Regions from separate parts of the Mus musculus genome. Here region 2 is linked to region 1. Evidence: chromatin contacts called from public targeted proximity ligation data. All regions are on one chromosome and are shown on one strand. The core of a region is the stretch at or near the end of the contact, and the rest is flanking DNA. Distances in the headings are between cores, read along the strand shown. Region 1 has its middle 170 kb from the start of Rfx3. Region 2 has its middle 8.5 kb from the start of Gm35922.

Evidence for each region.
Region 2: a targeted proximity ligation map of kidney shows a contact between it and region 1, with 9 times the contacts expected there. A contact is called at or near these places in 7 of 39 promoter capture datasets (cranial neural crest, frontonasal cranial neural crest, liver and 4 more), 14 of 484 Hi-C or Micro-C datasets (LSK cells, bone marrow-derived macrophages, cerebellar granule neurons and 8 more), 7 of 130 datasets of targeted methods (embryonic basal ganglia, embryonic stem cells and kidney) and 1 of 9 other capture datasets (embryonic stem cells).

The regions. Positions count from the first base shown.
Region 1 is chr19:28,181,643-28,184,342 of GRCm38.p6, forward strand. No RefSeq gene overlaps it. Among named protein-coding and RNA genes, the nearest start is that of Rfx3, 170 kb to the left of the region's middle.
Region 2 is chr19:28,750,116-28,752,926 of GRCm38.p6, forward strand. No RefSeq gene overlaps it. Among named protein-coding and RNA genes, the nearest start is that of Gm35922, 8.5 kb to the right of the region's middle.

The sequences.
Region 1 (2,700 bases), core at 24-2,523:
TCTCTTCTGTTCTGTCTATCTGTCTGTCTAATTTCTTTCTTCCTCCCTCTCTGTCTCTCTGTCTCTCTGTCTCTCTGTCTCTCTGTCTCTATCTCTATCTCTCTGTCTCTCCCTCTCTCCCTCCTCTTTCTCCTCACTCTCATGTTCCCACATATATGTCTATAATAAACAAGTAAATACTGAGTAAAACAAGACCCTGAGAGAAGCAGGGAGAAGGAAGATCGTGAGGAGACAATGGCGAACAATAGCTGGTTTCTCTTGTCCCTTCATGTCCTGGTACATATGATGATGCCACATACCTTTATCTTCAAGGGTAGGAGAGGGAGGAACAGGCATTACTTACTGGGAGGCCCTCCCTGTCATACCAAGGAATTGAAAAGCATGGCTTTGAACATCAGAACCTACCTCCAAACACCCCCCCCCCCAGTATCTTGTGAAAGTTCTAGACTTTCCAGAGTTTTGAAACAGGAAGTAACCTTTAGTATTGTCTTCTCTTTGAGTTTGAAAGGCCTGCATAGAGCTGGGAGAAGTCTTTATCTGATTGCCACCCAGTGAGGACAGCCCATGATATGCTGTTTTATTTCTGGTAAGCCCCGGAAAACGTGACTCCATTTCTAGAAACAAGAGTGGTTGTGGCTAACCTGGCAGAACACACCGAATGGAAAACAACTTTGAAAACAAGCAAGATAATCAAATTGAAATAATTGAGTTTATTCTTTCTGTCCCTCCTTAGCACTGAACAAAGAAGCCACAGGCTGGTGAGTTTGGGCCACTTTGCCATGGACCAAACCACAGAAATGAATTGTCTTCAAATCCAGTATTATGGCGGCAGTGGTTTTGAAAGCAGGAACCAGCTGTGTCATTCATTCCAGAAATCTTCCAGGGGTTTTATTTTCCCTTTCAAGAAAGCAGAGAACAACAACATTCCTTGCGTTCTTTCATAGAAATGATTGACCAGCCTTGAGGGCAATCCTGCTATGCTACCTTACCCAGTACAGAGGCACTGGTAACAAATCAGAAACTCATGCAACCCCTGTGATCTTACAATGGTATAGGCACAGCACTGTCTTCCAGGGAGTAAGAAGGCTGGCTGCTTCTTCCATGGTCTCTTCCCCAAACTCTCCTCGACCTTACACAGGTCGAGGGTTTTTGACCTTCAGGCATTCTGCCCCTCTTCATTTCCTTTTCCTTTGCCTCTCTTGTCTTGGGCAGACTCTGCAAGGCCGCAGTAGGATAAACAAGTGAAGGTCATTACCCCATTTAGATGGACCGCTGTGAGGAAGGACTGAAAAGGCTGCGGGCGTACGCAGGCAGTGATTCTCGGATCTTCTCACAGCACAGAGACAACAATTTCCCAACAAGCACTATCCTTTGTTGTGCAAATAGATGTAGTTTAGAGATAGACCAGTGTCACAATCACTAAATGATGAACAGTATTATCAGGAAAACGTAGGGCTGTTTCAGCAGTGCTGTGGGTTAGGCAGCACTTAAGATTTATTTGTTTGCTCGTGTTATAAAAACCTATATGCACTGAAGAACTTGAAGAATATAGAAAAAGAAGCTCACCTGGGAAGATAAAAGCATTGCACACCACCCTCTACCAGATAATTGCTCAGGAATATAGTGTGTTTGCTACCTTATATTATATTATAGTCATTTCCGGTATTTACTAGATTTCATTAGAAACTACATAATACACATAAATCAAATATGCAAAAGCACTTATATTTAGTATGTTAATTCACCTCCGTCTGAAATTTATACAATTAGAGGAAATCAGTCTTAAATCCAGTTAGTAACACATCAGCCAAATCACTCATCTACACTGCCTCAGTTTCTCCCTCTGCTCCATCATAGCTGATGGTTCTCACTGTGGGCCTCCAGAGTTTGATCAAATCCACCAAGGCATGGCTTTCTCTCTCTCTCTCTCTCTCTCTCTCTCTCTCTCTCTCTCTCTCTCTCTCTCTCTCTCTCTCTCTCTCTCCCTCTCTCTTTCTCTCTTCCAGAAAAAGCAAACTGCTCGCACCTCCCAATCCTCAAGCCCCCTTGGTTACATCTTTCCAGAGCCTCCAGAATGGAAAAAAATGTGCCCTGTGTCAACATCTCCCATGTTCTGTCTGTGTCACTTCCTATCTTGAGGGGGAAAGGGAGGGACAAATCGGTGACCTCCCCCTTTCTTCCCCTACATTCATATACTCTATCCTTTTCATCTGGTTAATGCTGGTTTTGGAAGCTGACATTTTTGTTTATTTCTTTTGAGGGATATGCAATTAAATCTATAGATATTTCCCCTGTGACTCACTCTCTTTAAGGCTTCACTTATTTCATTTCTAAGCAGTTAACAAAGGCCTACACCAAGGATGTTGCTTACTGTATTGCAACCTCAGTGTTCCCAGCTACTCATTTGAGCATGCCAGCCATCAGTGTGGGATCTGACTTCCTTACTTCCACTAGTGGGATTTTTGGTCTGAAAATATCTTGTTACTATGGGAAGGAAGTGAGACAGGGACCATGCCTACTGACCAAACACAGACACCATTGATTCCTGATTCCCTGTGTTGAGAGTTAGGGCTCACTTCTTAACGCACCTGCTGGAGGCTCCATGACAGGAGATTGCCACACTGTGCATTAGAGCAGCAGCTGAATGGTAGGGTCTCCCCAGCATTTAATATATGTACTGGCTGGTTTTGTGTCAACTTG
Region 2 (2,811 bases), core at 1-2,500, 570 kb after region 1:
GGGGACCCTCTGAACCTTTCTTTTCAACTCTTTCACAGCTGGGCTTCTCCTGACCAAAGCTGCTCCTTGGCCCTGCTTCCCCCATCCCCCCACCATTGTTCTTTTGCCTCAGGAACTCAATAAAACAATTCTTGTAAATAGATTTGATGAACGCCCCCCTTTCCCTCCCATTCTCCAGCGGCAGCAAAAAAAAAAAAAAAAAAAAAAAAAGTCTCAGATTTCCAGGACTGAGCTAAACTCAGTCCTGGGATAGAACCCGAGGGGTCCAAGCTTCCAGGCACCCCACATTCCTTTCCCTGTCCATTTCATAAACACTCCTGGCCTGACCTTACGCTGACCTTGCGAACAGCTTCGGAAGAGTTGGCACCAAAAGTTAGCAAAGACGAGCAACCAAACTTCTTCAACGTAGCATGATGATTTTATTACATCTTAAACCGCCAAGCTCGGTTGAACAGCAGTGGGAATTACGCTGTCTAACTTGATGTTCCTTTCCCACTGGTGAAGGGAAAGATCTTGTAATGTTTGAAAAAAAATTATTTTTTTTGCAAGTTTGGAATGTTATCTCTCCTCTCCCTGTCCAAAGGAAATAAAATGTGCTAGCAGTTTAATGAGAAAAATTCTAAGTGGAATTCCAATGATCAACTGATACACTCTTTCGGGCTTACAAAGCAGAAGCAAGCCGGTGATACGTGGTGATGGGGTCCACGTTTGCTTATATGAAATCAAATCACTGAAGGGGGCCTATCAGGCCCTGTAGTCGCCACAAATGCCAGGAGAGACAACTATCAGGATAGGCAAGCCACTGGACATGAAACCAGCCTCATTTTTCTGAAGCCAGTGGGCAGAGCACATTCTTCTTAACACGGGTTTGCTGTGGGGTTTTTCCGCTCTTTTTTTTTTTTCTTTAATTTTTCCTCTTTTCATTTTTTTTTCTTTCTTTTTCAAGAACATTCTCCCATCTACGGAAGAAAGGAAACTCATTTTTTTTTTCTGCTGACTGGCTTGTGCACAACTGGAAATTATCAAAGAAATCGCTGTATCGTTGATGCAGTCAGAAAACACAGAAAACAGGAAGCCGATTTCCATCTGAGAATGAGGCCTCTCAGCTGAATCTCCCTTTGGGGTTGATGACCACGCTCTTTCCATCCTGGCCCAAGGCCAGTTTTATTAAACTTCTACAGCACCAGCTTATTTTTCAACCTTTCCCAACCAGAGCTTTCCTGATGGATTTCTCTCAGTCATGTGCACGGCTCTGAGTTTGCCGCCAGCAAAGAGTTCCACGGGACCAGGACCTTACCTTCTATGGGCAATGCCTGGCTGGGATTCTTGTGATCAAAAACATTAGGGGGTCTGTGGAAGGAGATGACTCAAGCGGTGAAATGCCTGCCCTGCCAGCCTAAGGATCTGATTTGAAACTCCAGCACCATGACATGAGACTATTAACAATAGTGGGCTAGAGGGAGAAGCATGTGGGCCTTACTGGGCAATCAGCATAGCCCAACTGATGGTCTCCAAGTTTGGTGAGAGATCTTGTCTCAAACAATGTCATGAAGGTTAATACATTGAGTTACAAAGATTCACCATTATTTTTACTAGGGTCTGTTCCAAGTTATGGGGGAGCATGGCAGGACTCCTAGTCCAGTGCTACAGAAGAGCCTTCTGGGATCTTCAAGCCTTGTCTTCAAATTCTCTTTGGAAGCCTTCTTAAGTCAACCAGTCAGGTCTTGTTGTTTGCCCATACCTACTGGCCATCAATTAAAAGCTGCCCACAGTGAGACAAGATATGTTCTCTCCTTGTGGAGAGCAGTGCCCTAGGTAGATTAGCCAGGAGCTGTCCACAGCATTTCCTCCACATGTGACCTCATGGACTCTCAGACAGGGACAGAAGGTATTCTTACCAGGGTCTGTTCCAAGTTATGGCAGGACTCCTAGTCCGGTGCTACAGAAGAGCTTTCTGGAATCTTCAAGCCTTGTCTTCAACTTCTCTTCAGAAGCCTTCCTTTGTTGGCAGGATGCCTATAATCCCTACCAAGAGTGACCTATTAAATACTGAGAGTGATCCAAGAAGGTACCAAATGTTGGCATCAGGCTTGTGCTACGTACCTAAGTACCTACACACATATATGCACACACACCAATGAATATGCGCACATACTGCCCACACACACACAGTTATTCGGAGGGCCATTTAGTCATGCTCATTCAAAGATGATGGTGGGCAGAAGAAGCACACGGGGATTGGGAGACCAGCTGTTCACCATGTGAGTGGAAAACCCCATAAACTCTGCAGACCGAGAGAAGGATCTAGAAAGACCACTTGGAGACGATGGCAAAGCATAAAATGTGCCTAATTTGAAGGAGAAAGAAATGGACTTAAAAGAGTTGGAAGAAGAGAGGTAAAAGAAAATAGCAAAAGAGAAATATAGTAGTCTCTTAATATCTGGGTGAGGTTCATTCCAAGATTCTCCCATGGACCCCTCCCCAATAAACCATGAATGCTCAAGTTCCCCATAGAATGACTAATATCTGCATACAACACACACAATTTTTCTATATACTTTAAAAGCATCTCTAGATTGTTCATGATGCCTAGTATAAGATAAATAATACATGAATAACAATGATAAAAATTGCCTACAAGCGTTCTGTACAAACACAATTTTCCCCCAAAATATTTTAAACTATGGCCAGTAGAATCCAAGGAAGTATAACCCTTCCCCCAGCCCCCCTGTTGCCGAATGAGACTGGATCTGTAACTCAAAATCAAACAAGGACAAAGAAAGAGAAAATGAGAAGTGAGAAACTACTCTG